Linked DNA regions of Mus musculus: region 2 is linked to region 1. The links are chromatin contacts, called in public Micro-C maps. All regions are on one chromosome and are shown on one strand. Each heading gives the region's core, a stretch centred on a gene start, on an enhancer-like site or on the middle of the called end of the contact. The rest is flanking DNA. Distances are from core to core; before and after follow the strand shown.

Evidence for each region. Hi-C and Micro-C count contacts between places; a contact is called where the count stands out from the background.
Region 2: a contact with region 1 is called in a Micro-C map of embryonic stem cells, with 2.6 times the contacts expected there. The contact joins two enhancer-like sites. A contact is called at or near these places in 1 of 39 promoter capture datasets (cranial neural crest), 1 of 484 Hi-C or Micro-C datasets (embryonic stem cells), 2 of 115 datasets of contacts at active chromatin or transcription factors (astrocytes and embryonic stem cells) and 3 of 9 other capture datasets (adipose tissue, embryonic stem cells and liver).

The regions. Positions count from the first base shown.
Region 1 is chr4:48,694,078-48,700,672 of GRCm38.p6, reverse strand. No RefSeq gene overlaps it. Among named protein-coding and RNA genes, the nearest start is that of Cavin4, 34 kb to the right of the region's middle. Within about 2 kb of position 3,137, at least 19 of the 459 cell types and tissues checked have an H3K27ac peak or open chromatin away from gene starts, as enhancers often do. A contact at or near this core is called in embryonic stem cells, where this site is marked.
Region 2 is chr4:49,465,164-49,471,758 of GRCm38.p6, reverse strand. It overlaps a transcript of Acnat1 not described here. Among named protein-coding and RNA genes, the nearest start is that of Gm26424, 5.8 kb to the left of the region's middle. Within about 2 kb of position 4,263, at least 7 of the 459 cell types and tissues checked have an H3K27ac peak or open chromatin away from gene starts, as enhancers often do. A contact at or near this core is called in embryonic stem cells, where this site is marked.

The DNA of each region.
Region 1 (6,595 bases), core at 1,888-4,387:
GCCTCTCTGAGTTCTGGGATCACAGTGATCTGCCACCATGGACAACAGGCATACAATTTAACCTGTTGTGGGGTGCTCACACACACACACCCTTATTAATCTCTCTCTTGTTATGGGCATTCAGACAGAGATCCTCATAAGGCTGATCAGGAACAAGAAGAGATGTCATGGAGACCCCTACATAATATGCAACTACAGGCATTGCTCTGACTTCCCCACTGTACTGACTGATTTTGTGTGTGTATTTGTCATAAGCTAGAGACATTAGAGAGAAAGGAACTTCAGTTGATGAAATGCCTCCATAAGATTCAGCTGTGAGGCGTTTTCTCAATTAGTCATCAATGGGGAAGAGCCCAGTCCATTGTGGTAGTACCGTCTGGGCTGGTAGTCCTGGGTTCTATAATAAGGCAAGTGAGGAGGCCAGGGGAAGCAAGCCAGTGAGCAGCAACCCTCCATGGCCTCTGCATCAGCTCCTGCCTCCAGGTTCCAGCCCTGCTTGAATTCCTCCAATGATGGATTATGATCTGGAAGCGTAAAGCTTGTTCTCCAACTTGATCTTTGGTCATGGTGGTTTTGTCTCAGTAATAGAAATGTTGACTAAGACACCAACCATGGCCTAGTCTGAAGGGCCCATGATTTGCCTATTCTACACTCTCTGGTTTGAGTGGGAAATACAATCTTCACCGATAACCACATGAATGAATGAATGAATGAATGATCAAAATCTGGATGAACAGCTGAAAGGAAAAGAACACGTTCACTAACAAAGATGCTCCCCAACTTAGATGAAGGCAGGCCACAGACTATTCAACCCAAAAGTAGGAACAATGGCGGAAGTTACATTCTGTGGAAACAGAGGCAGCACTATTGTAGCCAAAGCAACAGATAGAAAAAAACAAAATTGCCCCAAGCATCCAGAGAGCCAAGCAAGGAATAAATTACCCCTTTATATTTATAAGTCAAGCCAAGAAATGCTGGGCTAATCCTGACAACCACTGATGAATGGTGATTCGATGATATTGTCTGAAAAGAAGAATCTGGCTACATTTAGCTAGGGGGTGGTCAAGAGGTGTGCAGAGAGAGGAAACCGCCACAAAGTCTTGCAGTGTCTTCAGTATAATGTCAGGCCAACACCCTCACAGATGTGAACTGGAAATCTTGACCTTGATGATGAGATGATTAAGCTGGCCACAACAACGAGTTTTATGTCCCCCTTTCTAAAAGTTAAATACTATAGCCACGTTGTGTGCCTTTTCAGTCATATGCATTCTTAATCTTTTCCCATTGATTTCCCTTGTTCTTAAAGGCTGGAATTAAGTCTCCCTTTGAACTCATGATTCATCATTCTCCATTCCAGAGAATGGACTCCATCATTCTCTACATCACTTTTTGAAAGTATATTGCACACATTCATGATTTCAAGGACACCCTCTTCTGCAGACCCAAAAATAATTTCTAGGAAGGATAGATGTACTGAGAAACTTTTATAATTAAACAGAGGGATTGCAAATAATCTACACCATGCCAGCAAAATGTCTTAGGTAAAGGCACCTATGGATGGTCTGAGTTGGGTACCTAGGACCCACAGAGTGGACAGAAATGATTCCTGAAAGTTGTTTCTGACTATCTGCATGCCACAAAATATATGCACTCATTCACAGGCACACAAAACCAATGAGTAAATAAATAGTAATTCAGTAATAATATTTTTAAGAGATCCACCCAATTCAAGATCTGAGGCAGCTGCCTTGGGGCTGAGTATGCTCTCCTTTGATTGCCCATGGGTAGGCTCATAAATACATGGCAACTGTTGTGTTTCAAAGAAGAAGGTGAGAAGAAGAAGTTACAGCTGAAGAGACAGGGAAGGAAGGGAGTCCCTGTGTAATTCTGTGTGGACCCTAATATGGCCAGCAATTGTAAACAGACATTTTCCAAACAAGTGAAAAAAAATCTGTATATAATCTGAATAAGTAAACTGATACTGCAGCATTTTATTAGGTCAGAAATGTTTATGAAAGATATGCATGTGCATATATAAACATCATTAGAAATGTATGTCCAATTTACCCACAAACTGGTAATAATGTATATAATTTGATTGACAGGCAACTAATAGTTGTTGAAGCTGGGTGATGGGGCACAGGGATTCGTTATGGCTTTCTCTTGTTTTCTTGAGTGTGTGGATATGGAGGAGACAAGCTAAATCGGAGTGAGCGGAGGAAAGACAGAACAGCAGTTCTGCTATCTTGGTGGCTCCTGCACATTTTATGAACTGCATTGCCCTAGATCCCTGAAATCCTGGAGATGCAGACAAGGCTGATGGGCAACAACTAAGGTGGTCGGGTCAACTTGTCACAAGTCTTTTGAAGTCCCAAACACAACACAGGGACTTGCAAGTAAATATAAGTGTTCAGTGGAATGAGTGTTCTGACTCTTAAAGGAGAAGGTCATTCCTTGAGGCTGAATTACTAAGGAGCAAGGAAACGGGACATACTCACAAGAAATAGCTGCTGCAAAGCACTCTGGGTACTGTAAATTGCTCTCTACATTACATACGTTGATTTAACTCTCTAATCAAATAACAAGTAAATATTCTGATCCTAAATAAAAAACTAAGGAACAAAGAAATTTTGTCACTTGTACAATCAAGTTAAGGAGTTGAAATGCTAGAATTAAAACCAAATACCGAATTCCAAAGCCCATGTTTTTATCTTCTATTTGTTTATTCCCCACTTTCCTCTCTCTCTCTCTCTCTCTCTCTCTCTCTCTCTCTCTCTCTCCCTCCCCCCTCCGTCCCCCTCCTTCCATCCCTCCCCCTCCTGTCTCCCCCTCCCTCTCTCCCTCCTCTTCCCCTCCCCCTCCCTCTCTCTCTCTTGAGTTGAATATTGAGGCTGCCTCTTAAAACCCCTCAAATTCCTGAGACTTTTTTCCCCTCCATCCTTCTGGAAGTGTGCTCGGTTTAAGCTCAGTAAAGGGCACTGGCAGAAGCCGAAAGGACTTACAAAATGGAAAATGTGACCATTAGCATGGAAGCGTATCAGAAAACTCTAACGTGGTTAAAGAACACAGAATAGACAGATGAACCAACAGAATGTTGCAAACTACAAAGAACGCACTCGGCTGGCTCTAGGCATTGTCAGGAAAAACTGGTTTGGTCAGTTTAGCATCCGAGGGGATCAGGGCCAGACTGCTGCTTGGAGCTAGCCTTAGGGGATGGGCAAAACCACTGTGGCTGGTCCCTAGACAGATTTAGCCTGTTTTTTTTAAACTACACACCCATTACCTGATGTTCCTAAGTTAAATGTGGGTGTGTGTGTGTGTGTGTGTGTGTGTGTGTGTGTGTGCACGCGCGCGTACTCGTGTGCTGTTATCAATAACTGTATTCCACCCCAGGGCAGGGAAAAACTTTCTTTTCTCTTTTTTTTTTTTTTTTTTTTAAAGATTTATTTATTTATTATATGTAAGTACACTGTAGTTGTCTTCAGATACACCAGAAGAGGGCACCAGATCTCATTACGGGTGGTTGTGAGCCACCATGTGGTTGCTGGGATTTGAACTTCAGACCTTCGGAAGAGCAGTCGGGTGCCCTTACCCACTGAGCCATCTCACCAGCCCCTTCTCTTTTTTTCCATAATATTTTTGTGGCTTTATCAATTTCTCATTACTTACCCTATCACATCCACTGCTGGGTTATCCAATGTCAACTTCCTCCTTCCTGTGACCTCCCCCAAAACTAAGAAGGAGGAAGAGGGAAAAAAAAAAAAAAAAAAAAAAAAAACCCTCCCAGTGACCAGCCCTTAAAGACAACTGAGTCTTTCCCCGCCCCACACCATCAATTGTGGAGAGCTGGGCCTCAGCAACATTGCTACAATTTTTAAGAGTTCTCTTCCATAGTTTTCTAAGAGCTACTTTTGGTGGGGTGGGGTGGGGTGGGGTGGGGTGGGGTGGGGTGGGGTGGGGTGGGGTGGGGGGAGCAAAGTGAGTAGGGGATGTCACAGAAGCCTTCTATGTCCCTCTTTCTCAACTGTGAGTGTGCATTTATAGATACCTCTGCAAAAGTAGCTTCCTTGTCTTTATGGTGAGCAAAAACAAAGATCATGGACTTCTACATGGTTTCTGCCACAGCATGGGCCACAGAAGCTATAGTGACAGCACAGGCCACTCACATCAACATGGCCCCTGTATTAGTCAGGGTTCTCTAGAGTCACAGAACTTATGGATAGTCTCTATAAAATAAAGGAATTTATTGATGATTTACAGTCTGCAGCCCAAATCCCAACAATGGCTCAGTAGTAGCTGTGAATGGAAGTCCAAGGATCTAGCAGTTACTCAGTCTCACACAGCAAGCAGGCGAGGGAGCAAGAGCAAGACTCCCTTCTTCCAATGTCCTTATATTGTCTCCAGCAGAAGGTGTAGCCCAGATTAAAGGTGTGTTCCATCACACCTTTAATCCCAGATGAAAGGTGTAGCCCAGATTAAAGGTATGTCCCACCACACCTTTAATCCCGGATGACCTTGAACTCGGAGATTTAATCTTCTGGAATCCATAGCCACTATGCTTCAAGATCTCCATACCAAGATCCAGATCAGAAACTTCTATCTCCAAGCCTCCAGATAAGGGTCACTGGTGAGCCTTCCAATTCTGGATTGTAGTTCATTCCAAATATAGTCAAGTTGACAACCAGGAATAGCCACTACAGCCCCTGTAGGCAGCTCAGCCCATGGACACCAAGACGGCATCAGGTGGCAGCACAGACCCTAAACATCTACATGGCCCTTGGTGGTAACACAGGTCACAGACATCAATTTAACCCTCAGCTACAGTAGGCCCAGGAGCCCAGACATGGCCCTCAGGGGCAGCCCAGCCCAGGGACACTGCTTTCCTTTGAAAAGAATTCCATTTATTATCTCTTGCTAATACATAAAAATACAGGAGAAACCTTTCCCTTCAGTCTCAATCAGGTTTCATCATGATTAAAAATGATCTCAACTGTGTGTTTGTCCACCACTTTGACCAAAAATCTACATAAAATGAGAAAGGCTACTACCTTCCTGCGCTGGAGCGGTGTTCCTTCGGGGAAATCAGCAGTAAGCTAGGGGCAGCCCCCAGGATCACCTGACGGATGGGTTTCTGTGGTCACCACAGAAACAATGGGCTGGTTTTTTGATGGACAACATAGAGCTGGACAATACTTTGATATCATTTCACATGGCACTTAATATAAAATCATGGATTCTCTTGATAGTTCATATCATCCCAAGCTAAACAAGAAGACGAGAAGACCTCAAGAGAAAGGCAACCCCAGTTCAGCAGAACCTAGCACCACTCACTTTAGAAAACCCAGCTTCAAGGCTGCCTGGACCTTCTGCCCACCATGGTAGCTGGGAGAGTTATAGAAGCTGATCACAGCCCACCTCATCAAACAGGTACAAGAAAGCCATCCAAAACGGCACGCCTCTGGTTTTTGTGTTCCCCAGCACCGACCCAGGTAAACAGCATGTTCAGATGGCAAATTGGCTGCAGGAAGTGAAAATTTGAGAAGCCACTCATTATGCAGATAGCAGCAAGGCTCCTGGTGACAGCCAGTGGCCACCCAACTGGATCCCTTTCCTTTCTCATGGCCACTAAGATGTCCTTGCTTTCTAACTACAGCAGTGGACGATTCTCCCATGAGTAAACTGTAGCATCTGACCATACTTAAGGAAAGATCAACAAGGTTTCTCCAGTCAGCTTGCTCTCTGAGTTTGAATGATCACTACTTAAGGCTTTTTCCACTCTGTCCAAATTCCCAGGCTCCTTTAACTCCTTCATTTCAGCCAAATACTCTGGTCTCCTGCCACACAGAAATGGCAGGCTCAGACTGGAAGTCTAGAAAGATTCCACCTTGGTGGATTGGAAGTGGGGCTGTTGTTGTTGTTGTTTTTTGATGGATGTCAGTTTTTTTGAGACAAGGTCTCACCATGTAGCCCTGGCTGCCCATAATTCACTATGTAGACCAGGCTGGCCTTGAACTCATCTGATTTTTTGTTTTGTTTCTGTTTTCTTTTCTTTTAGTTTTGTATTTTAAATTTATACAGATAACTGTAACTAAGATTACAGATACACTAAAAAGACTTTGTAAAGCTACCTTTACATTTTAAAAACGTGTTATTATTGTGTGTGCATGTATGATGTGTGGGTTTGATGAGTACAGGTGTCAAGGTTGACATGAGGAGGTCTGTGCTGGTTTGAATAAGAATAAGCCTTATAAGGCTCATGTATTTGAATGCTTGGTCACCAGGGAATGGCACCATTAGAAAGGATTACAAGGATTACAAGGTATGGCCTGATTGGAGGTAGTGTGTCACTGGGAGTTTTGAGGTTTCAAAAGCCCAAGCCAAGCCCAGACCCCACCCCCACCCCCCACCCCACCCCCACCCCCACCTATGGTTCAGGATATAAAGCTCTCTCACCTAGTGCTTCAGTGTCTGCCTAGATGCTGCCATGCTTCCCTCCATGATGAAAATGAACTAAGCCTCTAGAACTGTAAGCTTGATGCTTTCTTTTATAAAAAGAGTTGTGATAATGATGCCTCTTCATAGTAATAGAACAGTG
Region 2 (6,595 bases), core at 3,014-5,513, 770 kb before region 1:
GGTCCAACCATTTGCCTAGGAATTTCATAAATTCATTCTTTTTAATAGCTGAGTAGTACTCCATTGTGTAAATGTACCACATTTTTTGTATCCATTCTTCTGTTGAGAGGCATCTGGGATCTTTCCAGCTTCTGGCTATTATAAATAAGGCTGCTATGAACATAGTGGAGAATGTTTCTTTCTTACTAGTTGGAACATCTTCTGGATATATGCCCAGGAGAGGTATTGCGGGATCCTCTGGTAGTACCATGTCCAATTTTCTGAGAAACCGCCAGACGGATTTTCAGAGTGGTTGTACAAGCTTGCAATCCCACCAACAGTGGAGGAGTGTTCCTCTTTCTCCACATCCTCGCCAGCATCGGCTGTCACCTGAATTTTTGATCTTAGCCATTCTGACTGGTGTGAGATGGAATCTCAGGGTTGTTTTGATTTGCATTTCCCTGATGATTAAGGATGTTGAACATTTTTTCAGGTGTTTCTCAGCCATTCGGTATTCCTCAGGTGAGAATTGTTCGTTTAGCTCTGAGCCCCGTTTTTTAATGGGGTTATTTGATTTTTTTGAGTCCACCTTCTTGAGTTCTTTATATATATTGGATATTAGTCCCAATATATATAAAGTTCTATAAACTATTCCCCAATACCCATAAACATTTTGTATGTTAATTCTTTTATTCCTTTCTTTTGTCCAGCTGTCTTAGACAACTCTTTTTGAGCCAAGTTCTCATATATAGCCATCCATAGTAAAAAAAAACAAATGTCTTTAGCTAGGCAGGCAGGCTCTGGCTACTTTAAACTAATCATGAGGAGTCATAGAAAATGTAAATGACAGGGGTTCCCATAAAGAATCCTATCCCCTTTATTATCCTCCCTAACCAGTGGGAAACAGCCTCCTGATTTAGCCTTTGCTTAGCTTAGTATACTCCAGCAGCAAACCCTGTAGGCCCTTTTGGTTTCTTTTTACATTTTTCAGGAGTTCTTGTGAAATGACTTAGGTTTAAGTGCTGCAGGGTAGGCCACCCATGTTTCTGATATTTTGTTACTTTCTTTTCAGATCCCTCCTCCAAGTTTGATTTTTCTTCTTCTGATTCATCACTACCCCTGAGCTGCCTTTCTCAAGGGATAGATGTTGTTCCCTCCTTCTGCTGTAATGTCATCATTCCTAGTTTTTGTACATTTTCTTTTTTTTCTTTTTTCTCTTCCTTCCTTCCTTCCTTCCTTCCTTCCTTCCTTCCTTCCTTCCTTCCTTCCTTCCCCTCTCTCTCTCTCTCTCTCTCTCTCTCTCTCTCTCTCTTTTTTTTTTTTGAGACAGGGTTTCTCTGTATAGCCTTGGCTGTCCTAGAACTCAATCGGTAGACCAAGCTGGCCTTGAACTCAGAAATCCACCTGCCTCTGCCTCCCAAGTGGTGGGATTAAAGGCATGAGCCACCACTGCCCAGCTTTTGTACATTTTCTAGGAGAATAGATCACATGATTTTTTTCATTCATTTTTTTTTTTACAAAAGTTCACTAAAAGTTGTTCAAATCACAAATTTAATAAGAAGTTTACAACAAAAATACTTACAAGTGTTTCCATTAGAAGTAGTTTTCTAGTTAGATATTCATTATCTGTCACTAACTCCACAGGTTCACTGAGAGTCTAAAACTAAAATTTTTGTATTAAGTTAGCTTTGAAGTTTTATATAGATAAACCCAGTCAATATCTTGTTTTCTGTCCTTGCACTTAGAATAAATCATTCTTTCTCTTTTATGACCTTTGGTTAATTGTTTTATTGCCTCTAGGAATGTGCTTCTAAGTGCTAAATGTCTGGTTTTTCTCTCTCAGAAGCAATTACCTCTTGACACATGAAGACTGGCAGAGCTATAATTGCAGTTTTCATATCAGAGAGGGCTTTAATATCAGTCCTATTATAAAAGGCTTAATAAATACTAGAATAATTCTAAGAATTCACATAAGATCATCATTAAGAAATCATCAATTTGTCTATATAGCACTACAAGACAGCACATCTTCATTGATCTGTAGAAATCTGGCCAATAGGGTAGGCTAATGCTCAGGATTTATATATTAACTGCATAAGGACAGAAACGGCATATCAGCTGCAGGAATTATTTCCTGAGATTTGCCCTTTGGGCCTCGCCTCTCTCTCAAAGGTTCTTTCATTGTAGTTTCATGTAGTGAAACATCTCTGGACGATCACCTGCTACCTTATAGCTGTTGTTAGATGGCTCCTGACAAAGTAGCATATATATATGGTACATTCTAGAAAAGAATCAAATATATATCATATATATGGCAAATTAAATTAAAATTTCTATGTATAGATTTTCATTATAAGCCTTTTGTTATAAGTTTAAAGCTAGGTTTTGTTTTTACAGATTCTTTAACCTCACCCAATGAACTTACAAATTAACCTGTGATAAAGACTATTTACACAATAATCTTAAAAGATGTCTTGAGAAATTATAGAGATTCAAGAGTCGAAAGCTGTAGAACCTTAGAAATAGACGATGTTAGGATCATTTGCATTTGGGATGGCAAAAGTTGTTACAATCTGCAAGAATTTGGAACTTGAGTGTGCCACCTTTGGCCTTTGACCTATACTTCGGCCAAGCTATTCTCAATAAGAAATCAAGGCTTCAAGAAAAATCTCTGAGTCCGAGAAAGGAATGGAGTCCAAGGAGGAAAGGTGGTGAAAGAACTCCCCATAGGGAGGTTTAGACAGTGAAGAGACAGAGAATAGTGTAGCCATAAGAGACAAAGAGGAACAAGCAGGACCTCCACCCGACGGAGGGTCCCAATACTATAGAAGCCAAAAGGGCACAGAGAAGCTGCAAGACCTTGTAGGCATCTCTGAGGGGGAGGCAAGAAAACTTGCAATGTAGGGACCCAGGAGGGCCCAAGGAGAGACAGTGCAGGTAGCTGCAAGGAGAAGGGGGCAAGGAAAGGCTGCAGACTCTGGAGTATGTAGGCAGCTCCTAAGGGGAGGTGAAGAAGTTCCAGGAAGGAGCTGAGAGGAGTCATGATGGAGCAGAGGGATAAGTGTCATGGTAACAAGAATTTCAATCTGGAGCATCCCCAATCAACTGAGAAACTTGTCAGAGAGAAATGCCCCAAATCACAGAGCAGAGGTATTCCTTTCCACATGACGAGGGCCCAGTAGGGTGAAAGGAAGCTTCTTGTCATACTGGTATGGCTTTTATAGCAAAGGTAGACAAAATAGGGAGCTTTTTAGTAACACCCAGTAGAAGGGGAAAGACAAGTGGTTAGAGAAGGTAGAGGAAGAAACAGTTGGAGAGGTGCAAACGTCTTAGTAAGTAGAATTGCCCATGTGGTGGCTGTGTCATGGTATCACCCCACCACCACCCCAAGGGGCTTTGTAGGAGATGCCTATGTGGTGGGCAAAAGAAGAGATATGACCATGTAATTAGCAGACCAAAAGGGTGTGAGGGACCAAAAGCCATGTGGGGAGAGGAAGAGGAGAATGGAGAGAAAAGAACCAAGGATTGTGGATTATGTAGAGCAGAGCCTCTTGGGGGAAGGGCAGCCCATTCCTTGGGCTGAAAAGTTCAGGACAGAAGGTGGAGTATGTCAGCTATACACTGTAATAGGTAAGGACTGAGGGATGCTGGAAGAACCCAGAGGCCATACTTTAGTGTAAAACCCATAGAAACACTCTTGAGGCCAAATGTACAAGTTGAAGACAAAAAGAGTGTAATAAATGCAAATGTATTGAGAGACAGTTCGCTGACTTTTTGAGGGATTTTCTTGGAGTATAGTTCTCGAGTGCTGGGGAAATGGGCTGGGGTGGTAATGCTCTTGGAGTGAAGGATGTAGTGTTCTCGGAGTGAAGAGGAAACAGGAGAAGCTGCTGGGAGAACAGCACTATGGTTTCCGATTGGTAACTGCATCTGCAGTGGGAGATGTTTTGTTTTCTTTCATTCTTTGTTTGCTGCTTCCTCTTGTTGGGCCAGTTCTTGGCTGTGTTTCCTCCTCAATCAAGTAAGAGTGGTTTCAAATTAGACAATCCTCTTAAGCTTGGGAGTCTTTCACCATGAGGTCTGTGACCAGCTCCACATCCAGACTATCAAGCTCAGCTTCAAATAACTCTGTTTCTAAACAGTGGGTGGCTTCAGCTCCACCTGCTGTTTATAAAAGAGAGAGACAGGATATGTTTAAAGAGACAGGTATGGTGAGGTTGGAAGAGTGCTTCAGCTGGCCCTAGGCCCTCCCTCGCTGAGGCATCCCTTCCCCCTGAGGTACCAGCCATCAGGCGGGCGGGTGCATAGGATAGGATAGGGAATAGGACACGGGAAGGGGAGTTGAGAAGGGAGTAGAGGCAGAGAAAGACAGCAAAAGAAAGAGTAGAGAAGGAAAGGCGGAAGCACAGAGCCGCTGAGACAGCACCCTTTGCGGGCAGCAGACAGCCGGCCACTGTCCGGACCAGAGGACAGGTGTCCGCCTGGGTCAGGAGGCGGCCTCAGCCTCAGCAGCAGCGGTCGCCATCTTGTTCCGGGACCCACCGAACTTAGGAAATTAGTCTGAACAGGTGAGAGGGTGCGCCAGAGAACCGGACAGCTTCTGGAACAGGCGGAAGCACAGAGCCGCTGAGGCAGCACCCTTTGCGGGCCGTAGACAGCCGGCCACCCTCCGGACCGGAGGACAGGTGTCCGCCCGGCTTGGGAGGCGGCCTCAGCCTCAGCAGCAGCGGTCGCCATCTTGCTCCGAGACCCGCCGAACTTAGGAAATTAGTCTGAACAGGTGAGAGGGTGCGCCAGAGAACCGGACAGCTTCTGGGAAAGGCAGAAGCACAGAGCCGCTGAGGCAGCACCCTTTGCGGGCCGTAGACAGCCGGCCACCCTCCGGACGGGAGGACAGGTGTCTGCCTGGCTTGGGAGGCGGACTCAGCCTCAGGAGCAGCGGTCGCCATCTTGTTCCGGGACCCGCCGAACTTAGGAAATTAGTCTGAACAGGCAAGAGGGTGCGCCAGAGAACTGGACAGCTTCTGGGAAAGGCGGAAGCACAGAGCCGCTGAGACAGCACCCTTTGCGGGCAGCAGACAGCCGGCCACTGTCCGGACCAGAGGACAGGTGTCCGCCTGGGTCGGAAGGCGGCCTCAGCCTCAGGAGCAGCGGTCGCCATCTTATTCCGGGACCCGCCGGACTTAGGAAATTAGTCTGAACAGGCGAGAGGGTGCGCCAGAGAACCGGACAGCTTCTGGGAAAGGCAGAAGCACAGAGCCGCTGAGGCAGCACCCTTTGAGGGCCGTAGAAAGCCGGCCACCCTCCGGACCGGAGGACAGGTGTCCGCCCGGCTTGGGAGGCGGCCTCAGCCTCAGGAGCAGCGGTCGCCATCTTGCTCCGGGACCCGCCGAACTTAGGAAATTAGTCTGAACAGGTGAGAGGGTGCGCCAGAGAACCATACAGCTTCGGGGAACTGCCAAAGCAACACAGCTTCTGAGAAAGGTCCTGTTTTGGGCCTTCTTCTTCGGCCAGGAGGAGGTCCAAATACAAGATATCTGCGCACCTTCCCTGTAAGAGAGCTTGCCAGCAGAGAGTGCTCTGAGCACTGAAACTCAGAGGAGAGAATCTGTCTCCCAGGTCTGCTGATAGACGGTAACAGAATCACCAGAAGAACAATCTCTAAATAGAGTCAACTATAACTACTAACTCCAGAGATTACCAGATGGCGAAAGGTAAATGTAGGAATCTTACTAACAGGAACCAAGACCACTCACCATCATCAGAACCCAGCACTCCCACTTCGCCCAGTCCAGGGAACCCCAACACACCCGAAAACCTAGACCTAGATTTAAAAGCATATCTCACGATGATGGTAGAGGACATCAAGAAGGACTTTAATAAATCACTTAAAGAAATACAGGAGAACAATGCTAAAGAGTTACAAGTCCTTAAAGAAAAACAGGAAAACACAATCAAACAGGTAGAAGTCCTTACAGAAAAAGAGGAAAAAACATACAAACAGGTGATGGAAATGAACAAAACCATACTAGACCTAAAAAGGGAAGTAGACACAATAAAGAAAACTCAAAGTGAGGCAACACTGGAGATAGAAACCATAGGAAAGAAATCTGGAACCATAGATTTGAGCATCAGCAACAGAATACAAGAGATGGAAGAGAGAATCTCAGGTGCAGAAGATTCCATAGAGAACATCGGCACAACAATCAAGGAAAATGGAAAATGCAAAAAGATCCTAACTCAAAATATCCAGGAAATCCAGGACACAATAAGAAGACCAAACCTATGGATAATAGGAGTGGATGGGAATGAAGATTTTCAACTCAAAGGTCCAGCAAACATCTTCAACAAAATTATTGAAGAAAACTTCCCAAATCTAAAGAATGAGATGCCTATGAACATACAAGAAGCCTACAGAACTCCAAATAGACTGGACCAGAAAAGAAATTCCTCCCGACACATAATAATCAGAACAACAAATGCACTAAATAAAGATAGAATACTAAAAGCAGTAAGGGAGAAAGGTCAAGTAACATATAAAGGCAAGCCTATCAGAATTACACCAGATTTTTCACCAGAGACTATGAAAGCCAGAAGAGCCTGGACAGATGTTATA